Regions from separate parts of the Mus musculus genome. Here region 2 is linked to region 1. A link is a contact called in public Hi-C data. All regions are on one chromosome and are shown on one strand. Each heading gives the region's core, a stretch centred on a gene start, on an enhancer-like site or on the middle of the called end of the contact. The rest is flanking DNA. Distances are from core to core; before and after follow the strand shown.

Region 1 (6,882 bases), core at 1,589-4,088:
GTAGACGAAATACTTTTTTTATTCAAAGTGATTCACACTGAAAACTTTTGAAGTTAAGCTAAAATATTACACTAAATTAAGTAGAAATTAATATTGGACAATAAATATATATTTGAGTCAGTATTATTTATGTCTGTAGGTTGTGTGTGTGTGTGTGTGTGTGTGTGTGTGTGTGTGTAGAGAAAAATACCCTGTGTGTTTTCAAGCATACCTTGGACAGATTTCTAGAGAATGAAGTGTCAGAGTATAAAAAAGAGTATTTGGGTTATATTTAGAAATTAATGTATTACGTATAATTTAATAACATCTTTCCTTTGGATTACAAGCTCCAAACTGTAAGTGTCTGGCCCAGTTTGCTGTTCATCAAAGACCCTTAAAAAAGGCAGGATTTAGCTCTTAGACCCCCACAGTACTTACATTTTTCTGCCCAGAATTACCTTGCACATTGTCTTTATTCCAGATGGCCATTTCTTCCCATGACACAAAAAAGTTCTATCAAAGTTGGTACCTTTATGGAAGCGATACAGGTGATGTCCTATGTGACATAGTAGTTTCCTCATGTTAGAGATGTCACCAACTTTTTCCCTGTAAGAACTTCACGCCAGTTCTCTGACCTGCCTCTGGAGTCTGAAGATCCCTGGCATGGCTGCATCCAGGGTACCACAGCATTTATAACACATCATGCAATTTGTGTTTCTAAAACAGGACATACATGTCCCCTTGTGTAACCTTTGCAGTGGATGCTGTGGCTGAGAATGAACATTTATTTATTTACTAAAAACACCTAGGATTTTTATCTGTTTTCACTATAATGAAAGTATTATAATCTTCAACACTGGACCAATACACAATTTATTAAAAAATCTTGTCGCTCTGGGAGGAAAGAGCAAGCACAATGGAGAAACCAGAACAGTAAAGAAAGCTACTTCAAAGAACAGGTTCAGTCAGTTACACAAATGTTTTTCCCCTCCAGTCAGCCCGGAAAAATTATGAGATGGGCGGGGAAGCGGTTTCCATAAGTGTTTCTCTCCAGAGGAGCAAAGTCAGAATTTAAGCAAACAAAAATGTCACCATCTAACAAGAAAAAAACCCAACACTTCACCAACTCTGTGGTGGCACAAGGCAGGGTGATTATTAAGTCCAAGATCGTCATTAGTTACATAGTGACATAGTGACATAGTAGGGCAGCCTGGGCTAAGCAAGAAACAACAAAGTAAAACATGGCATACTTAAAAATACTATGAGATAAGAGGAACAATAGCATATCTAATGGGGATGAAGCAGAATATAGTATAGTATAGTATAGTATAGTATAGTATAGTAAGGGCTAACGGAAGTAAACAGAAATGCGTGCCTGAGGGTGAAACCCACCGGGTTGAATTCCTTAAAATTTGAGGTGTAGACAGCTGTATATGGGAAGAGAGTTGAGGAGAGAACGCATCAAGCCAGGTACATTCTATCTGGCTGTGTGACCTTTCGATAGTTTTACCGTGGATGCCGCAGAATACTAGGATTCCTCAATACCTGAAGCAAAACATTGATTGGTACGATCCAGTCCCAAATGAAAGAAATGCTCAGCTCCTGTGCAGAAACCCCAGACGAGCATTTCAGGATTCACCACAAGATGGCGACAGCCATTTAATAATGTGTCTTCTAGTTTCCAGAGATGAACGACATGCTGAGAGAAAAAGTAACTGGAAGACAAACGGATTTCACCTTCTTCATGATCCAGAATGCAGGGATGTTAACCGGCTTCACTGCCATCCTGCTCATCACCTTGTACGCAGGAGACATCGAATTGCAGTAGCCGGAAGTGGAGTATAACGTCAACGCGGGAAGGCATTTAATAACAACACAGAAACATCTCCATAGGGATTTTTGTTTTTTTAAAAGTATATCCTATTTAGTTAAAAGAGATTTTTTTTTTATTATTTTCAACTAAAGGCTAAGGAATCTAATGACTGGTTTCAGATATGTAGAATAGGTGAAATTTGTTGTTAAAATTTTTCCTTAAAAGGTTTTCGGTTTCAGACTGCAAAGGCTGGTGTATGGGGCCTTTGGTAAATACCTGGTTTTCAATATTTTATGCATATTAGAAAATTATCATGAAGCAAACACGTGCATTCACAAGCAGACATACAGATCCAGAGAAAAACACAATCTGGGTCATGTAAGGTTTCAGAACTTGCTTGGGTAAACAACAACAACAACAACAACAACAACAACAACAACAAAAACCTCAAGCGTTTTCAGAGTGGTTTTCTTCCAATTAATGTGTTTGACTGCTTTTAAAGGCAGGTGCATCAAATGAGGAAGAAAATCAAGACAGACAGCTCCAGTGCATGCAGGACCGATCCCAGTGCCTTAACGAACCCCAGAAAGATAGCGCACAGCGTTTGTTCAGCTTTATGTCTCAGTTGGCGACCTGTAGGATTGTTTTGAAAGCTAATACAAAGTAACATGAATTAGGAAAGGATGAAAGGCTTGCTAGCCCAGCAAGGCTTGGGCTCAGGGCTTGGTCCCTGAGTTATAAGCTTGAACACACCCTGCAGAAGACCAGAATTGCTTTGCTATGATTTATGCTGTGGTTCCAGCCAACAGAAATGCCTGAGGAGTATGCGAGACTGGTTAGAACTCAGTCTTGCCATGCTCTGGGATTGCTTTGTCATGGTGGAGAATATGTTGGGTGGGAGAGAGAAATTGAATGTAATTGTGAGCAATTTACTTTTTAAAAGATGAGCATAATTATTTAGCAGGGGGAATTTCAATAAATGCAAAAATCACAGCTGGGCTGGGCTGTGTCAGAGACTGATGGTGGAGGAGGCATGTGCTCATTAGGGGTGATTGACAGTCAGCAGAGACGGCTTCTTTTATGTGCAGTGTGCTTTGTTCCCATATGGTATACCGTTGGATGGAAAACCTCAGCATACTCTTTCTACCTTTCGTAAAACACACAGCTCACTGAGTGTTTGAGCACGTTGTAGACGATCAGTCTGAATTGAACATCCTAATTTCAATTCACACTCCCAAGTAACTTAAAAAAAAGATGATTTGACAGTGATGAGAATTAGTAATAGAAGCCAAGTTATCTCAGGAATTATGTTTTCCTATAAGCCCAAACACATTTTCATGTAATAACAGTGCAGATTTGATAAACTTTAACATATATGTTTATGTGTATTCTCACTTTATGACTGACAATTAAAAAATATTATTTGACCAAACAGTAAAAGCTTTTGAAACCATGTACCGTGTCAGTTATTTTTCTCTTAATATGTCTTTATTTTGAGTGACATCATGTGGCTGGTGTTATGAGAAGAGAGGCAAGTAGAGAACTGATGTTGTATTATTTTAAAAATATCTAGCAAAAAAATCCTACAAAGACTAATTTTTCATTTCAATAAACACAATCTATATTAGTATAACCTTTCGTTTCAGTGCTTAACAATCCTTGCTTTTTAAAAGTATATGCTGTGGGCTGGAGATATGGCTCAGTGGTTAAGAGCACAGACTGCTCTTCCAGAGGTCCTGAGTTCAATTCCCAGTAACTACATGGTGGCTCACATTCATCTGTAATAGGATCTGATGTCTTCTTCTGGTGTGTCTAAAGACAGCTATAGTACATTCATATATATATAAAACATTAAAAAGTACAGATTGTATGTATTTTTAATGAAATGACTTATGGAAGAATATTTTGAAAAGATAGTTTAGTGATTCTCAGTGTACATGCAGATTGACTCTTTGGCCTGCTTTTTGTGGGTCTGGCTCTCCATCCTTTCCCTTTACCATGGAGAATGAAGGACTTTGGGTGACGATGACTTAAAGACAAGAGGCAATTGTTTGTTGGAGGCAGAAGGAAAGTCGGGATGGCATTTACTTTATCCTGATTAACTTTCTTCAAGTGAGCATAATCCTGCCAACATACTTCCTATGGAGCATTTGCCATATAATCTTAGTTTTTTGAAGAAAAAAGGATTTATTTCATTTTGAAGATTACAAACCATCACTGAGGGAAGTTAGAACTGGTACTCAGGTAGGAACTCAAACAAAACACGTGGAGGGACATCGCTTACTTTCTCTTTTCCTGGCTTGTTTGGCTCACTTTGGTAGCAGCTCTCTAGTTAGACTTGTTTACTCAGCAAGATGGAAATCATGCCTACTATGGCAAACTTAGCTAGCCACTGAGTAGTGGATATTGGAGGAGAACCTACAACCACCATTTTATTAAGACAGCATAATCATTAGATTTTAGAGATGCTACCAGAATAAATAAAAAATACTGTATATTACTCATTGCTAAACTTTAAAGAATATGTATTAATTCCTGGCACTTATTGGGTACTGTAGAAGATCCTGTTACCATGGTAATGCTGTGTCACAAAGCACCTTAGGAAACTGAAGCTCACAAAGTGGGTGAGCTTCCACTAGAGGTGCTGATGGGTAGCCAGCTGATAGAGCCATGGTACTAGGGTGTGGCTCCCATTGTGGCTGGAACTGCAAATTCATGTGGAAGAGATAATAGATGCCTAAGTCCACTTATGGGTAAAGTGTAAACAGGTTCAATCAGTCTTAAGCAGTTTTTATAAAGTATCTGTTATTTTTCCTGAATGAAGATACCTGACATTAATGATAATTCATCAAAAGTCTCTAGAGGTATCTCCCTCTTCTAATATCTAAATAATAACCAAAATCTGTTTAATGAAAATAGTTCCTTTCCTTTACCTGTACAAGTTGGGATGTGTGGCTGTGTCATGGCTCAGAGCTAGTGAGGATAACTCAGGTTTACTTAGCTGCCAGTTGCTCATCTGTCCTGGTTTCTTGCCGCAGCAGCAGTGGAATGTAGCCAATGTGTGAGCTCAGTGTTGGGCATCTCTGGAGGCTATGTATGGTCATAATGATTTCTAGATGTTCAGCGAGACTCTAGGCACTATTGGGCATTTCTGGTTTCCTACATTTAAATGGCCTGCTTCTCCTAACTCTTCTCAGCATTATCTTCCTTTAGGTCTCCTTTTGATTTTAGCAGGAAGTTACCATGATTTCCAGACAATTTCTGTGTTAGGAAAGATCTGTTGCCGTACAAGAGATTCTCAAATGATCCTCTTGGCTACGATACCACAGATCATTCTTAATGGATACTTGGTTTTCTTTCTACACCACTGGTCGCAATTCCCGTGGTTGGTTTTCTGTCAGCTTCCTTTCCATGTTAAGGATGCGCAAAGCATGTTCTCATGTCCATTCGGTTTCCTAGTTGAAAACTCTAAATTTCTCTGTGCCTTCAGAACCAGAGACTCTGCTAATAAAATTAAAGTGAAAGAAACTGGATAAACTAGAAACTCCAAATATCATTCTGTTAATTACAAGGCATATTCCCTCCCACCACATTTTAATAGTTTCTAATGGCGTCTACAGGTGAGAAGAACATGATATTATGAAGGTGGCTCTTAGATGTTGTAAGAAAATGGTCGAATCTCCATGATGAGGGTTTGATGTATAAGAACTAAGAGGTCTTCTCTTAGTTTGATAGAAGAGCTGTGAGCTGCAACATGGGGCCCATGGGGCCCAATAGCTCTAGGAACCGAGTCTATTACTATTTGTCTACTGTGCTGACAAATGAAAGTCTCAGATAGACTGTGGCTCTCACTTCCAAGATGCTTCATATCTTAAGATGTCTCCTGGAGATCTGGCTTTGAACTCTTAACTCCACATAGCAGGAAGGAGGACTGGATAGGAAGGCAAAAGTTCACACTTGTTTCTTTAGTCACTCCTTTCTGAACAATATTTTACAAGTAAGATCCAACCATACCCACTTCTATCCACTGACCAGAATGAGTCACATGTATATACCAGTCAAAAAGAGAAACTAGGCAATTCTGCATTCAGTTGGATGCACTTCTATGAGAAAAAAAAATCAAGATTTTGTCATTAGGAAAAGTAAAGAATGACTGTGTGTGATTGGCCATCCTTCTGCTCTGTGTGTGATTGGCTCTAAACAGTTTGCATGCATTCTGCTGGTTCTGAGTGTGTGGATGGGTCAGAGGTTAATGTTCGTCGTCTTCCTCAGTCCTCTCCAAACCCACTGTTTTGGAGACAAGAGTCTCTCACTAAACCCGGAGCTCACCAACTCAGCTAGACTGGCCAGCGATCCCCAGAGATTCTCTGTCTTTGCCTCTCTAGCTCTGAGATTGCAGCCATGGGCCTCTCTGCTTGGCTTTTCCTGTGGTTGCTGGGACCTGACCTCAGGCACACATGTTTATACAGTAAGCACTTCACTTACACGGGCACTCCAGCCCATGATCAGGATTACAGCTCTTTCCTTCTTTTTATTAGCATGTATTAACGATGTAGAACAATTAGTTTCATTTTGTCATTTTTCACACACATGCACAGTGTATTTTGACCTTTGCGCTCTCTCTCTCTCTCTCTCTCTCTCTCTCTCTCTCTCTCTCTCTCTGTCGCGCGCGCGCGCGCGCGCACACACACACACACACACACACACACACACACACACAGAGTACTCTGATTGTGTCCCCCATTATTCCCTTCTCACTGCTGCTGATCCCAGGTATTTCCTTTCCAACTTCTTCCTCGACTTTCGCACCTTATTTTTTTGGTGACCCAATGAGTTTAATTCGTGTTGCCCTTAGGAGCGTGGGAGAGGACTTAGTTACAGAAGCAGAGGCTTCTTGCTGATAGTGACACCACTGAAGAAACACCCTCTTGCCTTCCCAGCAGCCATCAATCCCAAGAGAACCTCAGGGAAGGAGGATAGCCTCCTCACTGGCCTCTCCCCCTCCATGACAAAAGATCTACAGTTACATCCAGTATTATCTGTACACATCTGTACTCATTTTTCTGCCTCGGTCTATTATGAGTGGTATT
Region 2 (7,517 bases), core at 2,412-4,911, 1.2 Mb after region 1:
GCAATTCCTATTCAAGAGCATGTAAAATTTGAATTCCACTTTTTGAAGAACTAAAAAAAATAAATGTTTTATCTTTCCAAGGATGTTAGAATTGCATGATTGGGAGCTATGAATTTACATGGCCCCTGAAACAGAATGCATGAACACAGTGTATAGTAACTACTGAACTAGGTAAAGGGGTCAATAAGTCAAATTTCCAGATGTAACCACATTTCATACTTTGAGTATTTGATAGCAGTCTCTATATCACACAACAAAAAATTATCAAGGGAGGCTTCTTTTTGTTTCAAGCCTTCTCCGTGAATCTACACTGGATTAGTGTTTTGGTAGAGGCTGGCATGTTTGATTTCTGGGGAATATGAAGCACAATATTGCAAATCCAAGAAGGCACACATGAAAACAGTTGCTTATTTAGGACCCTTGGGGACGGGGTTTGTTCTTACTGTGTTATAAACATTTTTGTTTCATCTTCATAAACCTTATGAAGTCACAACTATCAGGTGGGGAAACCAGTCACTTGGCTGAGCTGACTGAACCCCAAACTCATCCTCTTCCCTACCAAGCTAGAGAGCTTGTGATGTCCTGGTAGAGGACAATGATTCTCCTCCAACTTGGTTCATATCAGCATCTCCTCAACAGAGAGTTTGCATTTCACTGATGGAAAAGACTGGCTTTGTTCTGGTACTTATAACACCAAATAACTCAAATGTATACAGAAAAATTTACCCTCTAGTCCTGCTCATACAGTGACATTGCAAATTTTTTTTCCTGACAAAGTAAGAAGTCTAAATACATTTATGTGTCCTTATTATTTATTTAAAGTTAGGGTATCTGGTTCCAACAAACAACAAACAAACAAAGTCTGTTTCATTTTGCTTCTATCTCATATGAAAAATTCTTGGAATAGTGTGCATACATGCATTCTTCTGTTTGACAGATTTGTGTATAAGGTCATCTAAAGCTTTCAATAAAACTATTCATTTTTTGTTGTATTGTTAGATCAGATAGTTGACTATTTGACAATTACTAGATTAATGAAAGTTAAAATTCATTCAAATAGTGGCATAATAATGTAAAAACTTAGGTCTGATCATCAAAAATGTTTGAGAGCATATGATTTGCAAGAATATGCCAAGCTCAAAGTATCAGCTTGTGTTATGACTACCACCACCCAGGACAACCATCAAGAATTTCAATGCCAAGCTTCCTCAGGCTAAGAGCAGCTATGCCAGATTCCAACCATTTTGGCTATATTCTGACTTAATTGTGACTTATTAAAATCGATCATTTATGATTGTCTTCTCTAGCAGGATTTTCAACACAAATTGTAGTTTGGCAATTCTTGGCACCACTCAGGAGGGCCCTCAGGTTATCATGCTCTTAGCTGTATTTTGTGCCAAGGAAGGAACTTGAGAAAGCTGTGCTCAGTGCTTCTGAGACAGGGTTCCCTATAATACAGCCATAAATGAAGCAATACGCTAGAATCACCAGTTTCCAAATAGAAATTCAGTGAATCATTTTTATGTTGCAATAAACATTTATTTGTGATTAAGTAGAAAGCAAAGGTAACATCGATTTCCAAAATATGACAAGTGACTGGAAAATATGTGACAGTTGGAATGCCTAGATTCAAGTTTCCAGCCTCTCTAACACCTATAAAGAAACTGGTCTTTATTAGATCGTGCATTACGTAGCTTTCTGTGGCTTGCATTACATATTAGCACTTGGTCATCACTGTAGCCATCAACACACAACTGAGCTGTCTTATTTGTCAGTTTGCTGCTCTGTGAAATGGTCTGCCTTCGTATACTTCCTTCTAGGCTTGTTATGCAAACTGTACTCCTTAATGTTTTCAAGGTGCTGAGAATACTTCTGCCTATAGTAAATCCTATTTTTTAAAAAAAATGGCAATTAAATCACATAGTCCAATTAGGCTATTGTAGAATACTGTGAAAATATCATTTTTGTCACCATGGAGACAACTGGCTCAAATGATGACCAGGAAGTACCCAGTCTTCTTGCATTTTTCTTTCCTTGCTGGGAGCTTGTCTAGACATTTACGGTAATGTCCCCTTCATCACTGAAACACAAAAAATGGACTTTTCATTTTTATATTCCCTTTCCTTATCTCTTTTAAATTGCTTGGATTAATATGTATTAATTGGTTAATTAATGAATGTGCATCAATATGTCTATGGGTGTGGTTTCTCTCATGTCTTGACTGTGTGTATGTAACTTCTGTGAGAACATTGCTGAAATGTGATTTCTGATTAGTGAGCCTGCCCTTAGCCTTCATGTTCTGTTTCTGCAAGCTCTCGGGTTCTGGTTCCAAGTTACACTTTCAGTGGCAGTATTGTACTGAGATTATTATCACATAAAATAGTGTGCATATGTATGCATCTAGTATATATGCATGTATGCAAAGCACTATTGTAAAAAAATATGCTTTACTTCAGGCTCTAGACACATGAAATGTATCATACTGCATTTTCACTGAGAGAATTCTCTTCTGCCTTGACTGTTTCATATTCTGAGGAAACCAGAGTATATAACAATAGCATTTGAGGTACTTTGTTTTAAGTATTTATTTGGATGTGCGTGTTTGTGATGGGTACCACAGAAGACAACATTTGATCTTCTGGATTCTGAGTTATAGGAGGCTGAGAACAAACTCAAGTCCTCTGAAAGAGAAGCAATCACAATCAGCCATCGAGGCATCTCTTCAGTACCAAATCATCACATTTTAGATTCCCATCTATCTGCTCCCTTTGGATACACTCTTTTGAACATTGAGCAGAGAATTTAGAAGCCTCACCCGCACGTTCACATGCTCCATGGACATTTGAACATAAACTCTTCCGTGGATTGTGTCCTTGTAAGCGGAGCCTGTTTCCTGGACTCCACGGCATATGGTCACCCTGTGGGAGATGCTCCCGTGGGTGGGGAAAGTGGGGCTCTCTGACAGTCACACACAGTTTCCGCCAACCTGAGCTCGGGCCTCAGCAGGAGCTTCATGAACAGTAGCCCCCTTCCAGGTACGTTGCCAGAATTTCAGAGCTCTGCCCACACTGAATTATTAACAGTTCAAGAGGAAATGTTCACAGAGATGTTCTCTGTGGGAGAGTCCCAGTAACACTCTTTGTCCCCTCTCTGCCCGCTCCCAGGGTTCCACGAGAACACATCCACACTACTATGAGGTCAATGGACCTGTTAAACAGGACGGGTTTGTCAACTTTTAAAATAACAGGAGATTCTTAGATTCCTGGATGTTGATCACGTGAACCGCAGTTAACTTCTTCGAAGGAAAACTTTGCTTCATCCACAGAGAGTACTACAATCTTTAAAAGTTTATTTAAAATTCTTAAAAATATGAATACTACAAGAGTGTACTGTCCTTCCTTTTAGGAAATGTAGGCTCCAATTTCATACCTTCTATCCACTGGTCAAATACTGCAGCTTCTGACGCTGGTCCTTGTTTTGGTGGCTTTCTGATCTACTCACAGAAGCTGAGTGTGGGGAGAGTAGCATCAAGCACTGCCAGGCTGCTCCCTGTGAGCAGATGCCCCAGGCTAACAAGCAGCTACGTCCAGTAGGTGCCATCTGCTACACCTGGCAATGGCAGAAACTGTGGGTTGAAGTCTTTCTGCAACATCTTGGCTCACTGAACTTGCCTGGCAGGGTGCTGGAGCAGGTGGCTTGGCCACAGCTTGCTTTCCAGTATGTTGTGTTCTGGATTAGTCCTGGGGGAGAAAACTGATTCATAACTCCTCCTCTCTGCCTACTCGTTCTGGTTATCGTTGACACTTTAACATGTTTGGAATGTCATCCAAAGTGCAAGAGGTCACAGCCAACGAAGGCCAACAACCAATAAACCAAAATGTTTCCTGGAATTCTATCGCCCATCAGAATCAGGGACTTCTCCTTTTGTGGATCCTTTTCTTGGAACCCTTTTCTTGATCTCTGAATTTCTTTTCATTCCATTCAGTTTCTATCAGCAGCATCTTCCCCTCCAGGCCTGTTGCCCTACTGAGAGACCCATCAGAGAAATGGTTTCTCTGTTCATTGACCTTCTCATGTCCACTAATCTGGAGTTTGCATGTGGACAATGCTCCTAGTATGGAACAATATTTTAAAAATAGCCACATGCTAAACTATGGATTTCTGCTGTTCTTAGTTGTCCAGGAAACACCATGTATGGAAGCTCTTCTAAGAATCCTGGACTTTGGAGAGTCTATGAAAGTTGGACCTTTCTTTCTTTCTTTCTTTCTTTCTTTCTTTCTTTCTTTCTTTCTTTCTTTCTTTCTTTCTTCCTTCCTTCCTTCCTTCCTTCCTTCCTTCCTTCCTTCCTTCCCTCCTTCCCTCCCTCCCTCCCTCTCTCTCTCTCTTTCTTTCTTTCTTTCTTTCTTTCTTTCTTTCTTTCTTTCTTTCTTTCTTTCTTTCTTTTGTTTTTTCAAGACAGGGTTTCTCTGTGTAGCCCTGGCTGTCCTGGAGCTCTCTCTGTAGACCAGGCTGGCCTCAAACTCAGAAATCTGCCTGCCTTTGCCTCCCAAGTGCTGGGATTAAAGGCGTGCACCACCACTGCCCGGCTGGACATTTCTAAAAGGACCTCTAAATATTCTATAGTCCATTGTATCTTTTGACTCTGTGTTGAATATGCTAGAATACATTTTCTTTGGTATGCTTACTTTCATTATCTTGCTTTCTTCCTACATTTTCTATGTCATCTTTTTTCTACTTTCTCTATTTTTTCCCCAAATATTTAACCAATATTTTACCCAAATCTCATGCTTCTTCTCCTCTAAGTAAACATGAGAAGGTTTCACTTGGTTCAGAGCACGTTTACCATGCATCGAGTGGAGAAGCCTAAGATGGGGCTGTCAAAACCAACAGCAGGGTTGTTGCAGGCTTCAGTGAAAGTGGATCAGAGCTCTGGTTTTCTTAATGCTGATGACCATAAGGTTGCCCTTCCTAGGCTAGGTGTGACTGGACAAATGACCATCTCCATTGTGAACAGATGAGGGGCATACCACATGTAGCAAGGAGGCAGAAGTATGTCACTGGTTCCTTCAGAACTGTATGCTCCTGAGACAACAATGACAAGGGTTTTTGATGATGCTTGCTCCATCAGCCTGGATCATGATTGTAAGGAGCAAAGCCTCCTGGGAAGAAATGAACTTCAGTGAAATTTTGAAGTCATTTTATCATGGTATATATTTAGCCTGGGCTGATTGATACATCCTCAAACTTGGATTCCATGGAAGAAAAGGAAAGCCTCTGCAGGGCACTTTGATAATAGCAAATGAATTATTCTTAGTTGTAAGAGCAAAGAATCCAAGCTATTTTTTTTAATGTTAGAGCATAACTGAGCTGCAGGAGCATATAGGCATTGCATTTCAAAAGATGTCTTTACACAGAAGCAATTGGAATAGAGAATGATGCTTCCAAGCAGAAGATTAGAGCAGCAGGTAGGATGAAGCCTCATGGTGTGGATAGAGATCACAACCAAGAAGCTCAAGGAAACGGCCACCGAGCAGCTATTCATCATTCAAATACTTAGCTGTCCAGAATTTTATTAGAAACCAGGGGAACAGCAGCCGGGTCAGAGAAGCTCTGCTGTATTTAGAGCCCTTTCCCCTTGACTGAGTTTTGTCTTATAGCAACATGGTCAGCATGATTTAAAGTAAGGGAACTTACTTACATATGAGTAACCAAGAAGCTTGATCAAGCTCACTCAGGCAAGGCGTAATAAAGCTGGATCTTAAACTCCATTTTCACCCTGAAGTCATTTCAAAAAATTTCAGCTCTAGGAAAAGATACTTGGGGGAAAATTAGGACAAGGGACTTAGGTTATAAAGTATGTAATTGTTTGATTCTGTAAAAGAATATTTTAACCATGGATATATGGAGGACACTGTCTGAAGCCCTAAGGTTGTAGATAACATAGAAATCAAAGACTTAAAAGCACAAGGAAAACTGTTCAGCAGTTACAAAGCAGAAGGAAGAGACTGGAAACCCATTTTCAGTAGCACATTTCTGATCAACTCAAGCATCGGTCAGGTACTGGTAGTAATTTTTTTTTTTTTTTCGAGACAGGGTTTCTCTGTATAGCTCTGGCTGTCCTGGAACTCACTTTGTAGACCAGGCTGGCCTTGAACTCAGAAATCCGCCTGCCTCTGCCTCCCGAGTACTGGGATCAAAGGCGTGCGCCACCAATGTTCTGTGCTTCTAAAAAAAAAATTAACGCCATAATGATATGAAAATTTTCAAATTTGATTTCAATATTTGTTATATGGATTATCATTGACTGTAATGGTGGGGGGATTATAGGGTTAATTTTCTGTTTCAGGGAGTTATTGTGGTAGTAAAGACAGGAGGATGTAAAAGTGTATCTAAGCCCTGACCTGGCCCAGTCAGCCCCTCTCAATCCATGGGAATCAGGGGTTTGGACAGATGGGCATAGAGTCAGTGGGAATTGATAGACAGACTCAGACGCAAGAGAGCATGCTGGATCTGAATGTAATTTGTCAAATCAAGCATCAGACTTTTTATACAGAAGGAAATAGAGAAGTTAGGTACGATGCGGTTACCAGATTCTTACACAAAACAGAGGAATGCAAACACAGAAGAACTGGCAGGAACCAACTGGGATAAAATTCTGTTAACGGGGATCAAATGCAGCCCCACCTAAGGTTCACTTAATCTTAGAAGCCAGAGGCAAGGGCACGAAACCCTAGCCATAGTTCCTACTCTAGTCTATTGTATAGTCCACCCCCTAGGCCATTGTAAATACTTGTGTATGGGTGTAACTCAGCTATCTATAGTTCTAAGTATCTACTCTGGTTCCTCCTTAGGTCACAAACTTCCTTCTTCGTAGATAGTGGTAAATTTCTGTGTAGGGCAGTGACTTAGCTATCCATGCCCAGGGGCAGATCAAGGACTGCCTAGAATCTAACTTAGCTATATGTCAAAATATCAATCCTTTCGAGCATTTGTAATAAAGCAATATTAAGGGAAAGCATACAGATCCGTTTACCAACTAAAGCAAGGACATTGGAGCATTTGTTATACAGGATGCCACGATCCCAGGAGACTAAGTTTCTGTGAACTTTTTGCCTTGGGACAGCACCCAGGTTTTCAGGGCCTGTCATGCTTGTCACTACTGGAATGGATGTAGCACATACGAGTACAAACCAACACCAGAGCTCTGGGCTCAGAGCTGGGTTTAGCTCTGAGCATTTCTGGAAACTTTCCAGTTCATGTGAAGAAACATGTGTCTTTTCCTGCTCTTCAACAGTCTACTGTGGCATCCTAAACATTATATTACATATTAATTAGAATATTTGATAATTCAGTTGAGTCATGTTAAAAGTGTTATATAAATGGAGGAATAAAAATGCAAAAACCACACAAAACCCTACCCTCTACGTAGCCATCCACTACCTAATATATATATTAAATCTGTTCTCTGTACACATCAGAGATACAAGAATTACACAAAGAATGTTTGCTGTAATCTG

Evidence for each region. A called contact is a pair of places that touch in the nucleus more often than the background predicts.
Region 2: a Hi-C map of cerebellar granule neurons shows a contact between it and region 1, with 5 times the contacts expected there. The contact joins two enhancer-like sites. A contact is called at or near these places in 1 of 15 datasets of contacts at CTCF or cohesin (pro-B cells) and 5 of 484 Hi-C or Micro-C datasets (the AML12 cell line, cerebellar granule neurons and cerebellum).

Annotation. Positions count from the first base shown.
Region 1 is chr3:135,885,148-135,892,029 of GRCm38.p6, forward strand. Slc39a8 (solute carrier family 39 (metal ion transporter), member 8) reads left to right here. Exons shown (of 9, transcript NM_001135149.1): 9 at 1,658-3,425. The coding sequence ends at 1,807. Among named protein-coding and RNA genes, the nearest start is that of Gm31243, 13 kb to the right of the region's middle. Within about 2 kb of position 2,839, at least 34 of the 459 cell types and tissues checked have an H3K27ac peak or open chromatin away from gene starts, as enhancers often do. A contact at or near this core is called in cerebellar granule neurons, where this site is marked.
Region 2 is chr3:137,107,035-137,114,551 of GRCm38.p6, forward strand. No RefSeq gene overlaps it. Among named protein-coding and RNA genes, the nearest start is that of Gm26107, 43 kb to the left of the region's middle. Within about 2 kb of position 3,662, at least 10 of the 459 cell types and tissues checked have an H3K27ac peak or open chromatin away from gene starts, as enhancers often do. A contact at or near this core is called in cerebellar granule neurons, where this site is marked.